Regions from separate parts of the Mus musculus genome. Here region 2 is linked to region 1. A link is a contact called in public Hi-C data. All regions are on one chromosome and are shown on one strand. Each heading gives the region's core, a stretch centred on a gene start, on an enhancer-like site or on the middle of the called end of the contact. The rest is flanking DNA. Distances are from core to core; before and after follow the strand shown. Region 1 has its middle 47 kb from the start of Gm36140. Region 2 has its middle 57 kb from the start of Gm36405.

What was found. Hi-C and Micro-C count contacts between places; a contact is called where the count stands out from the background.
Region 2: a Hi-C map of natural killer cells shows a contact between it and region 1, with 7 times the contacts expected there. The contact joins two enhancer-like sites. A contact is called at or near these places in 2 of 484 Hi-C or Micro-C datasets (large pre-B cells and natural killer cells), 1 of 115 datasets of contacts at active chromatin or transcription factors (memory CD8 T cells) and 1 of 9 other capture datasets (pancreatic islet).

The regions. Positions count from the first base shown.
Region 1 is chr5:148,677,138-148,684,698 of GRCm38.p6, forward strand. No RefSeq gene overlaps it. Among named protein-coding and RNA genes, the nearest start is that of Gm36140, 47 kb to the left of the region's middle. Within about 2 kb of position 2,669, at least 50 of the 459 cell types and tissues checked have an H3K27ac peak or open chromatin away from gene starts, as enhancers often do. A contact at or near this core is called in memory CD8 T cells and natural killer cells, where this site is marked.
Region 2 is chr5:148,862,620-148,870,180 of GRCm38.p6, forward strand. No RefSeq gene overlaps it. Among named protein-coding and RNA genes, the nearest start is that of Gm36405, 57 kb to the left of the region's middle. Within about 2 kb of position 4,127, at least 64 of the 459 cell types and tissues checked have an H3K27ac peak or open chromatin away from gene starts, as enhancers often do. A contact at or near this core is called in memory CD8 T cells and natural killer cells, where this site is marked.

The sequences.
Region 1 (7,561 bases), core at 1,419-3,918:
CCTTATGGCAATCTGATTCACCTACTCAAACACCTGCACTGGATGTCCTGTCTGTTGTTGTGCAAAGCGACCTTGACCAAGCAGCATATCCTTATCCCATGCTGGATTTCCTGCAGCAGAGTTAGACGCTGCCTGTTCATTTGCAAATTCAATAAGGAAGGCTTTCCGATCTAAATACTGCCCAGGTGAAAGGCATGCCTTCACCAAGACTGCCCAATCAGACGGCATCATGCAGTGTCTATTCAAGGTCTCTACCTGAGTCACAGTATAGGAGGCAGTTAAGCCGTACGTCTGCATGGACTCAGCCAAATTCCTGATTACTTTGAAATCTAGAGGCTCATGATATCTCTGCCTTGCTTAGTCGGTGAAAATAGGACATCCCAGCAAGGAGAATCTAACCTCTCTCCAAACCTCCGGACAGAAGGTCTGCCTATAGGTGGCTGCTGAGGAGGCATAGGGAGGGGGCGCAGAAGCTAATTCGCCTTCCTCCTCCGCCTCGGCTCTTTTATTTTGTCCTTTCTGTCCACCTGATAACACTGTGTCTCCTTTCTTTTTCTTTCTTTTTTTTTAAGCCCTTCTCCTCTTCCGACATACTCTCTTGTTGCTCTGTAAGGATTTTCTGACCTGTCTTGACTGCCTCTACACACAGTTTCAAACAGTAACAGAGTCCATATATCAGAACAAACAAGACCAAAACTATCAGACCTACCCACAAAGAGTCAATGGGAGAAAAAAGCATAACTCATGAACCTTAACATGTCCCAAAGCCGGGAACCTTATCGTCTCAATCCTTTCTTTCCTTCTCTTCTCTCTTTCCCTTCTCTCCTTCCTTTCTTTCCTTTCTTTCCTTTCCTTTCCTTTCTTTCCTTTCTTTCCTTTCCTTTCCTTTCCTTTCCTTTCCTTTCCCTTTTCCTTTCCTTCACTATTTCCTTTTCTTTATCACTGATTCCTTCATTTTTCCTCCCTTTTCTTTTCCTTTTTCTTAAAAAAACATATCCCCCTTTAACGCGGGGATCAATTTGGGAGACTTACTGGTACCACCGTTCCTCAGCTGAAGAGTTCTGAATCCACGCCGGATCCTTCTCAGCAGTCTGTTTTACGGGAACACTTTATTAACCGCTCCTTCCCCGTGATGCAGTTCTGAATCCTCCCTGTAGCAGGGGGTCTTCGCTCGTGCCTGAAGATGTTTCTTTTCCCGGATTTTGGCACCACTTCTTGCACGCACCCGACTCACCAGCAAGAATGATGCTGAACAGGATCCTTCTGCACATGTTTATTGGGAGAGACTGATTGCAGAAGCGAAGAGAAACCCCAAGCCCAGAACTGGTGCTGCTTATAAAGACCTAGGAGAGGCGTGTCTCACACACGGATTGGTTATGCATGGGTTATGCTTACCACCTCATTTGCATATCTCACATCTGATTGGTTAACATGTCTCTTATCTGATTGGTTAACTTTTCTCTCATCTGATTGGTTAACTTGTCTCTCATCTGATTGGTTAACTCTCAAAACCTCATCTTGGCAAGAAACTTTACTGCCTATGTATGTGTGGTGGCCAGTGGTGGCCAGCACCACCCTGCAATGGCGCATGTGGCTTCCCACATGACACAAACAGCAGATGTCATAACCACAAGATGTACTTTTAGATATCATACTTCCCCTTGTAGTCACCAAGGAAAATTACCACTGCTCCCCACTGCCCTTCTGCGTAAGGGTTATTTCCCCTTTGATCTTTTTGTATAAAAACTACAAGCTTTGCTGAATACAACGAGGCCTTGACAAGATTCAGATTGGCTCCGTCTCTTTTCTGTGCTTGGCCTCCGTTTCTCTCTCACCCCACCCCCCATTTAGTTTTAGGAGCAGTCCCCTCGAGACCCACGAATAACTGGGCCTGCTGGACGGGTCAATTTTGGGTGCAAATTGTTTATCAGGTATGCGAATCACGAGTATTTTTCTTCCAGGATGTAGCTTTTTGTTTTATTCTCTGAACAGTCTCTTGCACAGCTAAAAATGTTTGATTTTAATGAGACCAACTCTACCCATTCTTTCATGGTTTGTGTTTTTCATCTCAAATAAAATCTACTGTATTTAAAGTTTAAATCTACTTATTTAAAGTTTATAACATGAAGATGGGACAGTATTGATGTCTGTGGCCCACATTACCACCAAGGGCCATGTGGATGTCCATGGTCTGTGCTGCAGCCTGAACCCACGTTGATGTCTATAGGCTGTGCTTCCACCATAGGCCATAATTATACGGGGGACCTTCGAGCTGCCCTCTGTGGCCATGGTAATGTCCGGGTCCTACTGGGTTCTACTGCAGCCAGGGACAGTCTGTGTCAATGTCCGTGACCTGTGTTGTCACTGAAGGCCATGTGGATGTCTGTGGGCTGTGCAGCTGTCATGGGCCATACTGATCTGAGTGGCCACCTGAGGGCCATGGTGAAGCCCACAGTCTGGGCTGCCTCCAAGGGTCTTGTAAGGGTCTGTGGTCCACTGTAATCAGGGGCTGTGTTTGTGGTCTGTGCTGTCACCAGAAACCACGCAGAGGCCCATGATGGTGCTCTAGCTGACTGAAGAGCAAGGAGGTTACTTTCGCTGTGATATCGATGACAGCAGATGCACAGCTGCAAGGAAGGGACATGGAAGGTTTCTGTGACAACCCCATCCTCCTCCTGCCCCCACCCCCAAAGTAACAGCTAGACAGGAAGCCACTGAAGAGAACTCTTATAACAGTGTGACAGAGATGCTGAAGTACTCTCCACAACGGATGGCTTCAGGCAGAGGTGTGGGGGGAGGACTCAGTTCTATTCAAGGGACAGACCACTGGGAGAGTGACCATGCCCCAGTCCAATGAGTATATAAATAACACAAATTGGACTTGTTTCTTTTTTAATTCTTATTTTTATTTTTACTTTTTTTGGCTGGGGGTGGGGTGGGGTGGGGTGAGGTCACAAGTCGGGTCAGACAATAAAAGATTGGGAAGTAAATGTGATCGGGGTACGTGATGTGAAACTCCCAGAGGATCAATAAAAATGTTATGTTCCAAATAAATAAATAAATAAATAAAGTTTGTAACATTCAAGGTCCTCTAGGTTTCCTCCTGTACAGTTGTCATAGTTACCTTCCGCTAGGAGAAAGGGAACCAAAATTGAGGTAACACACATTGATTGGCCTGTGGCCACCGGTTTTTGATCAATTATTGATACAGGACGGTCCAGACCCAGGTAGGTAGTGCCATTCCTGGGTAGGTGGGCCTGAGCTCTACTGGAAAAGCAGCTGAGAGAGTCAGAGGGACGGACTTACATTCAAGCCACAAGCCACGGTGTGGCCTTGGGGCTCACCCCTTTCTTCTCTCCTAAGAGGCGGAGCAGATAAGCATCTATCACTCATTGGCTCCCTGGGGAATCACATGTTAAATGAACCCACCCACCTTTCTGTGGTCTCACCGTTTCCCAGAATCCACTCTCTTCTTGCCAGTGTCCCACCCCCTACTTCCTGCCTCAGCTCATTGGCTATCTTTTTTAATTGACAAGTGATGTGTGTGAGACACTCTCTCTATACCTTTCTCTCTTATTCACCAGTCTATGGGCAGTTCACTCCCGTGAACCTTTGGAGGGTGAAGTGGAAACTTCCTTCTGTCCTTACTGTTCACAGGTCCACATGTTCCAGAACATTCCAATGTTTATGTTAAGCAGGTACAGTTCCCTGTAGCTCAATTGTCTCTAATAGCACTGTTTAAATATATATATATATATATCCATTCTTGTAACATTATCTTTTGTTTTCATGTGCCAGAGCCACACGTACTTAAAAATGTCACAAGCAATCAAAGAGGTAACAAGCAAGCCCGAGATTAAATCTTTCCCCACACAGCTCTGGAAATGCTTTACAAACACAAAATGCCAAATCCGACATGGGTAGACTCTCCTTCATTTTTGTTTCTGTTGAGAGCAATAATTAGCTTGACATTTCTGATGGTAATCTGCTAACAAGTACGAAACTTATTAAGTCTTCAAGCGTGTGTGGCATTTTGACCCAGCCCAAGGATACTGCCTATTTTAGCATCAAGAAAGAACTTCAAGAATATTGAGTGCACTTAGTATTGTACTTATTTGAAAAAAAAAATTAAAGTTAAAATGACCTACACGGTGGTGACTAATGCTTGTGGCGTGGCCTCCTGAGGTCCAACCGTGGTCCAAAACTCTTAGAAATAATAAGTTTTACATTGTCTTAGTTGGCCTTCTATTGCTGTAAAGAGACTCCATGACTATGACTCTTATACAAGAGGGCATTGAACTGGGGCTGGTTGATAGTTTCAGGCTGGTTTGTAGCCAATTGTCATGGCAGGGAGCAAGGCAGCGCACAGGCAGATATGGTGTTGGAGAAGTTGAGAGTTCTGCATGTGCCCACAGGCAGCAGAAGAGAGAGAACCTCTGCGCCTGGCTTGGGGTTCTGAAACCTCAAAGCCCATCCCTCATGACTCACTTCCTCCAACAAGGCCATAGCTCCTACTTCTTTCAAATGGTGTCACCCCTGGGGCCCTCCCCCCAAGCATCTAAGTCTGTGGGCCTACGGGGGCCATTCTTATTCAAACCATCAGAACATTGCATGCCATTCTGACAACATGGTGGAGTCAGACTGCCTGTCCCATTCTTTCTGGGGCACACACCATCTCTGTGCCCAGTACATGTATAAGCTCTCTGCCACAAGTCACACAATAGCTGTCCATGCTACCAGTGGATGGTCAGGGCACCTTAGCGTATCCACTCAAGTAATGCTTATTTTATTGATGGCTCCAAAGCCCAGGCACGGCAATGGTGATGGTTTGCATGTGTCACAGTAACAGCACACAGTGTTTTAAGTCAAAAAGTAGGGCTGGAGAGATGGCTCAGTGGTTAAGAGCACTGACTGCTCTTCTGAAGATCCTGAGTTCAAATCCCAGCATCCACATGGTGGCTCACAACCATCCGTAATGAGATCTAACACCTTCTTTTGGTGCATCTGAAGACAGCTACAGTGTACTTACATATAATACATAAATCTTAAAAAAAAAAAAGTAAGTAGAAAAGTGATTGGTTTGGGCTTAATTAACACACTGACATGGCTTAGATCTGTAGTATGTTAATATCTCACTGAGCTTAAAGTATCAACTTTATTACAGGCATGTATGATGTGGTGGCTCATCATGATTGTTAACTTGATTGGACTGAGAAGTACTTAGATTATTGAAGTATGCCTCTGGGTGTGTCTGTGTGGGTGAGTTCAGAGAGAATTAAGGGGCAGGGGAGACCTGAATGTGGGCAGCACTCAACCATAGGCCAGGGGCTCAACTGCAATGAAGGGGAAACCAGGAAGGAGTCAACTAGTGTAGACCTCTCTCTGCTCTTGGCAACCATGATGGGAGTGGCTCTCCATCATCCCCTGCCACTCGCACCCCCACCCCCATCACAGTGAACTGATACCTCCCAAACTCTGGTCCAAAATAAATTCTTCCTTGGTCTGAAGAGATAGCCCAGTGGTTAGGAACACTGGCTGCTCTTGTACAGGACCTGGTGGCAGCTCACCGCTGTCTACAACTCAGCCCCAGGGGATCTGGTGCCCTCTGCTGGTCTTCATGGGCACCTCACACACACGGTACAGACATGCGTGCAGGTGATCTACACTAAAAATAAAAATTTTCTGAAGTTGTTTTGTTCAGATATCACACACAAACATACACACACATGAGAAAGAAGACAGACAGAGACAGAGAGGGAGAAAGAGGGACCGGGAGAGAGATAGAGAAAGGAGAAAGAGTGAGACGGAGAGAGGGATAGGGAAAAAGAGAGGAAAAGGAGAGAGAGGGACAAAGACACAGAGAGAGAGACAGAGGGAAAGAGAGAGAGATGGAGAGAGGAGAAGGAAAGAGAAATGGAGAAACAGAGAAACAGAGAAACAGAGAGAGGGAGGAGAGGGAAAGGGAAAGGAGAAGGAGGTGAGAGGGAAAGGGGGAGAGAGAGTATATGGTGTTAGTACTGTCTCTGCAGGCCCCTCAGAGCCTTGGAAGGCCCAAGGGAGTTGAAGGCAGAAAGGACCAGAATTTCTGACATGCCCCTGTGGTGTGGGGGGTGGGAGGGATGCTGTGCACATAAGCAAAGGCCGCTGGGCTTTCCCAGTTCTGCACTCTCCGTGGGAGCAGAGCTGGGGACACTGTGACCACAAACAACTGAACACGCATTGATGTGGATGGCCAATGTCTCCCTGTCTACCAGAGGTCTAAACACCCTCTGTCAGATGGGCGTGGTGGTCAATGCCTATAACCCCAGCACTTGGAGGAGCACAAGCCAGGGGCTAGCCTGAGCCACATAACAAGGCTCCATCTGAGAATAAACACAAATACACAATGTGATATGATATCGCACTGCCTCCTGTTTCTCCTGTCCCCACTGGTTCTCAGAGCTAGCCTTTTCTGTAGTGTTTGTTGCAGAAGTTATTTGGAGAGCCCTCTGGAGGGAAAATGCTAGTGAAATTTTAATTAATGGGAAAGACAGTAAATAAAGAAAAAAGATTCTGCAGAGAGCTCGGTAAGTGGGAACTGAAGCCATGCTCCTGGTAACTAGGATTCGATAGCCTCGTAACTGATAAGCAATGAAAAGACACTCCCTGAGCCTGAATTTTGTGCCCTCCCAAGTTGAGCCGTTCAAATGGAGAAGGAAGTTCTCTCTTGGTTGGGAGACATCAAAGCTCCATCCTTCATGGCTGGTCCTGCTGCCTGGATGTGGTGGATGTCGCTGGAGGTGGGCATGGGAAGAGGGGTTGGGAGTGATCTTCTTGCAGGACCAAGAGGTACCGAGACCAAGGACTCCGGCAGCATGTTTTCCCACTACCCAGAGACATGGTTGGGATGCCAGCCCAAGCCAGCAGATAGAACACAGAGCTGACCTGGGAAGGAAGAAGCCACAACACTCACACTGGAATTCTGGGTCAGGAAGCTAAAGCTTGAAATATTACACAGAAGATTTGCTAATTGTGGAAGGGGCCACCAGGTTTCTGTCTGGATCTCCATTAGAACCTAATTAGCAGGCAATGGGTCAAGTGCAGAGCTGTGGCTGGCCTGCTAAAAACGAAAATGTAAACAACCTTTACAGAAACCAGGAATCCGGACCAGGTCCAACATGAAGTAAGGGAGTGAGTAGGTCAAGCTAGCTTCTGTTTGGCTGGCGAGGGAGGAAGTCCTCAGAGCCATTTGCAAAGCATTTGGCATTCTCTTCCGGAGCTGAGCGTTTGCTTTCCGTATGTTTCGACAGCTCCAAGAATACACCCCGGAGAAAACTCTTGCACATGTGCCCAGGAAATAACGTGGTGTGATGTTTGTAATAACACTTTTAGCGAGAGCAGAAAGCTATAAACAAACAGCTCAATGCCCATAAACTAATGAATACATAAATAGAAAATGGGAGCTGACTTAGCAATAAACTACAGAAGCATCCACGGTGTGGACGAACCTCAAAGACATTACTCTGAGTGACAGGAGCCAGGCATAAAAATGGAAGACACTTTGATTCTGTGCTCGAGAATA
Region 2 (7,561 bases), core at 2,877-5,376, 190 kb after region 1:
CAGACCAACTGAAACCAAGAACACAGCGACTGAGCTGAAGAAGTAGAAATCTCCAGCATAAAGTGAATGGGGAGGAAAGAGATGCTCAGGATGTCTGTCACCTTGAAAATGGGTGGAGCTTAAAGGATAAATGTGTTCCTAACAACCAGTCAGGAGCACCATGGTAGCATGCAGACAGGGTCAGGGGTTTCTGCTACACCCCAGCCCACTTCCAGAAAGGGCCACTAAGAGTCCAGCACTGATACACTGTGGGGCCGGGGGTGGGTTGGGGTGGGGGGGTGCGTGCAGGGGCCAGCTGGAGAGGGACCCAGTTTTCTGCTTCAGACCTAGCAGTTTTACAGAAGGAAGTCAATGGAGAGCACTGCAGTGCCTCTCGCACAGAAAGGGCGGGTGTTGGTTTTTATTAAACGTTTGCTATGCATAGCATAGCAAGTATATACGCAGATACGCAGAGCATAGCAACCACAGTATGTATTCACACACAATGAAATGCTTATCTCAATTGTGTATAATTTGATTCTCTTTTAAAATGAGGGAACAATGATCATTTAAAAAAGGAATCTGTCAGATGGAGACGGGTGTTGAGAAATCTTCCCACTGTTACGGGGTTTTGTTGCCAAAAACGTAGAGTCTCTTATTAAGACTCTTAATACGGCAACTTACGTTTGAAGCAATTTTCCTATTTGTTGAAAAGAAGAAGAAGAAAAAAAAGAAAAAAAAAAACCTCTAAAGGAAGAGGCTTGGTGGATTTTGCACTGTTAATACAAAACTTCGACCTTCCAATTAATGTGAGGGGGGCAGAGGAACATCAAGGAAAACTTGAAAGTTAAACAAAAAATTCCTGCATAATTAGTGGGCACGGTTTGCAATGAAGCTCATTAAAAAGTTGATCTCACCCTGAAGCGAGCAAGAAAACAGCTTTCCAGAGTTGGGCAAAGATGGGGGGTGGGTGGGAGAGCGGGGAGGAGAAGGTGTGGAGAAGATGGCTGATGGGTAGGGGCCTGGGGCCACACAGGGGAATACAGGGCATATTCTAAAGCCCACACATATAACTACAGGCGACAACGGCTGACTGCCAGAGAGGATTCCTGGTGTTCCTGACCCAAAGAAATACTTAAAGATGATGCTTTCAGGACATAGACTTGTAGCCAGTGAGTTCTGTCTGGACCTCTACACTGTCGTAAAGTAACTCTGAGAGCAGTAGCAACCACTGAGATTAAGCGCTGGAATACACAAAATCAGTGTCCCCAAATTGCTACACCCACAGATGAAACACATTTAACCCCATGGCTCTTTAACACAGTCTATTCACCATTTTTGTAAAGATTTTGTGCTGATAAGGTTTTCAGTGTTCACGAGTCTAAGTGTTAAAATTTCTACATTGTGTTCTTAGAATTATATACAAATGCTGTCAGTTACAAACGTCCTACAAGCCATCAATAGATTAGCAGGGGTGTGGGGTGGGGTGTGGGTAGATGTTTGTGTGTGTTGGTTGGGTGGTTCTGTGAGTCAAGCCAGGGCCTTGCACGTAGAGGCTTTAGCCAGCACTGGGCTGCATCCCTGGCTCTCTGTTTTTCAACAAGGTCTCGCTATGCAATGCTGCCTTTTTTATTGGAACTCCCTATATAGCTGGAGCAGGCCTTGAACCCATGGTCCTCTGCCCAGCTCCTGAGTGCTGACATTGGGAGAACACACCAGCACAAACCTGGCTGCAGCTCACATTTTTTTTTTTCCTGGTTGGAAGCAATGTCAAAGCTGGGGTGGACTATTCTAGGTTAGGGAAGAGGGCTGGCAGTATCCAGCCCCATAGTTAAGGGGAGGGGGACTGACGGCCATGGCTGGGAGAAAGGAGAAAGTGATTTCTACAAACACTTCTACTAATACTGCTCTCCGTAGTCCTTAAAAACTGTGGGTTCCTTTTGTAAAATTATCACATCGGAAAATTACAAAGAGAGTAAAGTTATTCTTGTTTTAGTTTCAACTAAGTCTAAGGGCTGATTCTTTTTGTTTTTTATTTGTTTGTTTTTGTTTTGTTTTTTGTTTTTAAATTAACCTCTCAGTCTAGTCTCACTAAAACATTAAGAGAGCCCTTTGTGGCACAAACTAGTGAGTCTCTGCAAAGCTGAGTTACTCTGAAAGGCACCCAAAAGATGTATCTGCTAAATAAATTCTAAAACAAAAATAGTTATTAAAGGTCGGGGTTCTGGGGTGCATCCTGTGGTTGGCAGATGCACACTGCATGCTTCCCTCCCAGGAACTGTATGGAAATAGTGCAGCTCTCTGTTGTTCTCAGGCTCCTTTCTGAGCTGTGTCTAGATGCTCCAGCAAGCCCCTTTCTGTTGCTACGATGGATGCTGCAGCTCTTTCCCAAGCCCCTGTGGCTTATGACAGTGTCCAATCAGCTGTCGGCAGGCAGGCTTCCTTGGCCCTCCGCTGCAATGACCTTACTTACACCGTACCATTAACTGGTTTAATCAGAGCTAAACAGAAAGCTGGTCTCAAAACCCCACTGCTAGGCAATGGGGGAACCTGCTGAACTTAAATCTCCAGTGGAGACTATTTCTGAAATACAGATGAGAACAATTATTGTGACTTCACAATAAATTATTGATTTGGTTGAGAGTTATAGCTTATAAAAAGTTTCGGGGAAAGTTGAGAATTGCAATCTGAAAGTCACCAATCTAAAGCTCTGGAGAATAGACTTGATGCTCTCTCTAGATTGTGGACCACTTTGGATTTCAAGAGTTTTCGACTGGGTGTGCTCAATCGGTAAAATCTGTGTAAACGCCCCCCAAATGCAAAGAACTCCAAAGAACTCCACAGTCTGCATCACCTTTGGATAAGGGGGGACACAACCTACTCAGGGAAAACTAAGCGAACCCATCAGAAATCATTTCTCATTTCTTTACAAGGCAGGGTCTCAGGCACCCTGGCCGCAAACTTGTTTGTAGCTCAGGATGATCCTCCTGCCTCCTCTACCTTCTGAGCCCTGGGATCATAGGCCTGTTTTTCTTGTAGTACTACAGAATTCAATCAGAGCTTCACACGTGGCAGGCAAGCGCTATACCAACTGTGCTGTGGCTCCAGCCCCTGCCTGCTGAATTAAAATGAGCGTCTTTTCTGGTATACCTGAATGCATGATGAAGAATATAACTCCAGTGTGCATGACGGGTAACTAGTTTAGGGTACATGTGTGAATAGGCTGCCTCCACTGAGTGTGAGAGGCAGTGACCGCTCCCCTTCAAAGGCACATTTTGCAAGTCCTTTGCTGGTATCTGCTTGGAAAATCAGAGAGGGAAGCCAATTCTCACCGTGAAATCAGACTAATTTATTATCCTCAATCCGGAGCTAGCTTAGACTTCAAGCTCTGTTAGCTTAAACCAAGCTAAAATACGTTATCCACATCTATCCAGGGAGAATAAGTTAAGATTGGGGGGAAGGCTTTTAAAGGCTAACAGACTTCATGAGAGGGTTCTTACGACTTCGTAGAAAACAAACCGCTCTTAAAAAACAACTTTGATGAGTTAAATGCAAAATGAATGGGAAACATATGGGTTATATTTCCCTTAAGATGCGCGAGGGTTTAAACACTCGAGGGAATGTGTTTGCAAAGTGTGTCTAAGGAGTGTTACAAAATAGATTTCAAAATGCTTGAAAAATAGCCTGCGGTAGCTAACCAACCTCAGATGGGTCATGATAGTTCAGCCGCCCCTAACTGCATATTAATCGCAAGCACTGCTGTCCGAGATTTATATTATGGAAGGGAAGTCATATTGTGGTTAGTGATTTGTTTAAGAAATTACTGAAGAAGTGCTAACTAAAAGACATCTGGAGTAGTCGGCGTGAAACTGGGCTGTGGAGTAGAACCTCAATGGTGCCCAGTAGCTGAGGACAGACATACATGCAGCCAGGAGAATGGGGCTGAGACCCCGAGCGTGCAACTCTTGGAGAGCTGGACCACTTATGGGAGGCTCTAGATGCATTTCTCTGAAGCGTTCAGGATGCTTAGTTCATCCCAGAAAGCCTTGCGCTGAAAAACAAGACCTGTGCACACGCCCTCTACAGCAGGGGCAGCGGCAGCAGGGTTTACATCTCATGACACTGGAGCGCCTGACTGCCCACCCCCATCGCTAACATAAAAAGCAACAGGATGTGCTATGACACTCTCTAAAAATGTCCTGGTAAACATGCCCTGCCCGGAAGGGAAGGTGAGTGGTTAAAAACCTCAGAAGGCAGAGCAAATCTGGCGAGTAACTTTTGTGTATGCTTAGCTTTGCTCGGAGTAATCTGGGGTCTAACCGGTGCTGGGCTAGATTATGATCCTGCATAAACCAGGTCACTCTACAGCCTGCCTCCTCTCCTGCAGAAGGCCGAGTAGGAGTCCAAAGACAATAAATGTATCTCAATTATACTTGGCACCGCAAATGTTATCTTCAGTTCTTGCAGGCCAGTGTCTTGTATTTCTTAACTATTGACAACTTGAATTAATCAGCTCCGCACCCCGAATCCGGCAACTAGAGACCACTACCCCCAGCCTACTGACAGAGCACAGTCAAAACAAAGGTCTAGTAAATACACTGTGTAAGATTACTTTCATCTATAACATTTATAACAGACATACAAAACATAGACTTTGGTCCTAGACTCAAGATATATACAACTATTCCCAAGTCCCAAAGTGGCCAGACTCTTAAGCACTTCCGGTCGCCAGCATGTTGAATAAGGAATACTCAGGCTGTGCATATAATAAACATTTTCCTCTCTGACTTGCTGACTTGCTTTCGCTGCGCAGTGAGATACGCACATGTGTTTGGTTCCTAGATAAGAAGATCATTGAAAATCGCCAGTCAACTCTTCACCTCAAAGACAGCTGTTTGGACAAACATCATTGACTCCTGATTTTCAGCTCTGGGTAATGGCGAGTTGGGAGAGGTAAGGTTAGGAAAGAGGCCATACAGGGGACAAAAATTGCTTCCTTTCCCACCGGTTTGTGGGGCAGAAGGAGAACCAGCCAGGTGGGACAGGGAAACCCCATTCCTCTGTTTGTTAGGAAGGAGGTAGAAGATGGGGGGGGGGGCAGAAGGACCCTGCAACACTCACAGCATTCTCAGTTTCTCGGGAGTGGGGGGATGCCCAGCAATGAACTCTGCTCTGCCCGGTCCAAGCCACAACTTCAAGCTGCACTGATCCTGGGCCCTCAACAAAGCAGAAAGGACTGGTGGACAGAGGGAGAGAACTTGGCCCATCCTGCCCTCTTCTAGTTTGGTGCCACTTTTACCCGTGTCTTTTCTCATCTACACTTCAGGAGGGTAAAACCGCACTTGCAGTCACAGGAAGTGAGAAAAGTGGGGCCACAGAACTGTTTCCAGGCTCCTTCCAAGCTGCAAATAACAATGGCCCAGCTGGGTGGCAATGTAGCTGTGTGCAAATCTCAGCTTCACGCCTGGTCTCCCAGAGCACTTCTGGGATTTACGTGCCTTAGTTTCTCTTTTGTGGTTTTAATAAGAAAACTCTGCCAAGAGCCACATAAGGGAGAACGGTTTATTCCAGCCTACAACTTAAAAGTCAGTCCATCGTGGTAGGGCAGTCATAGTAGTCGGGGGCTTCAAAGCATCTGGTCACGTGGCTGGTCACGTGGTATCCATAGTCAGGAAGCATGGAGGGACGCATGCGTGCTAGTGTCCCACTCACTTTAACACAGTCCCGCATCTCTGCACAGGGACTGGTCCAGTCCACAGTTAAGATATATCTTCCCACATCAATTGACATAATGAAGACGACTTCTCAGACATTCTCAGGCGCTAACATTAATCTAGATACTTCATGACGGGTGAGCCAGAAGCTTGTCTCCTAGGTGACTGTAGAGCCTGTCAGAATGACGATTAACACTAACCGACAGGCAGAATCACAGAGAAACCCGAGAAATGACCGCATACAATTCACACACCGAACCTCAACCCTCCCTGTCCCCAGATAGCTCGAACTCAGTCCCCCATCTCCACCCCAGATGATTCTCACAGCCTAGCAATCGTTTCACCAGGTAACTGCAGACTGGAAAAAGAAGAAAGGCCATTAAAGTCGTACATATTGGTAGGAATATTTGAAAAACAAATGCCAACAAAGTGGCTGGTGTCCATAATTCTGCTCCACAGGGAAAAGGAGAAATTAAACCCCTCACTTAGAACCCAGAGGAAGGGTGTCATACAGCGGGGCTCCAGTCACATCTCATTAGAAATTATGATGGCTTAGCAGCTAAGAGCCCTTGCTGTTCTTCCAGAGGTCCCAGTTTTCAGTTCCCAGCACCCACGTGATGGCTCACAACCATTTGTAACTCGGTTTCCAGGGGATCACACTCCCTCTTCAGACCTCCTCAGGTACTGTATGCATGCAACACACATACGTAAATGCTTGGAAAATGCTCGTGCACATAAGGAAGTTTAAAGATTAATGAGTATATGGAAAGATGCCCAGTATCAGCGGTCATTAGGGACAAGCAAATTAAAACAGCAATTACACACTTACCAAAATGGCGAGACCCGCACAACTACCCCCACCAAACACTGGCAAGGGTTCGGGGCAAGGGGAATACATAGTCCCAGCTAGTGCAATTGCAAGATGCCCTTGGCCAGGTAGGAAGACAGCATTGTAGTTTCTTATGAATGTAAAAACAATCCTACCATGCTCCAGGGACCATAATTGGAGGTACTTACTCTGAAGGAGTTGAAGAACTTAATGCATACCCAGAAACCGTGCAGGAACGTTGGAAACATGCAAGCATGGTTTACAGCCACTGTATTCGTAGTTGCTGTAATTGCCGAAGCTCGGTAGCAGCCGAGACACCTTTCAGAAGGTAGTGAATAAACAAAATGTGGTGGGGTATCCATACAGTGGAATAGCGTTTGATGGAGCCAAAGGCATACACAGAGAAAAGTGAGCGGTGTAATTGCCTCGTGGAGGATTCCCCGCAGTCTGAAAGGCTCCAACTAGACTGGAGACCTGGAAGGCAAAGCTACAGGGACAGAAGAGTTTGGTGGGAGGGCCCAGGAGGTGGGGGCAGGGCCTCGGAGGTGGAGGGAGGGCCTGGGAGGTGGGGGGAGGGCCCAGCAGGTGAGGGGAGGGCCTGGGAGGTGACAGGAAAGTGAGCAGCCCCAGGTGGCCCTCAGGATTTTCAGGGCAGTGAAATGATTGCCCATGAAATTTCTGGTAGGTACACACATTATGCTCTTATCAAAATCTACAACACTACCCAGACTGGGGCCCGCTGCAAGCAATGGACTTTCAGACAGTAGCACTTGCCAAGGCAATATGCTAACACAGGAGAGGCTGCTGTACTGGCAGTACAGGGAGTATGGGAACCTTAAGAACCATTTCTGTGCATGTTTTCCTTAAAGTTCTCTAAAAAATAAAGTCTGATAATCCAAGAAATGGTTTTTGGAAGTGTCATAAAATAAGACTCATAATATGGAAAATTCACCATTTGGAATGTCCACTATGTAACAGTGCTACATAAATATTTATTAAAATAGTTCAGTGGAGAACCACACACATTACCACATCAACC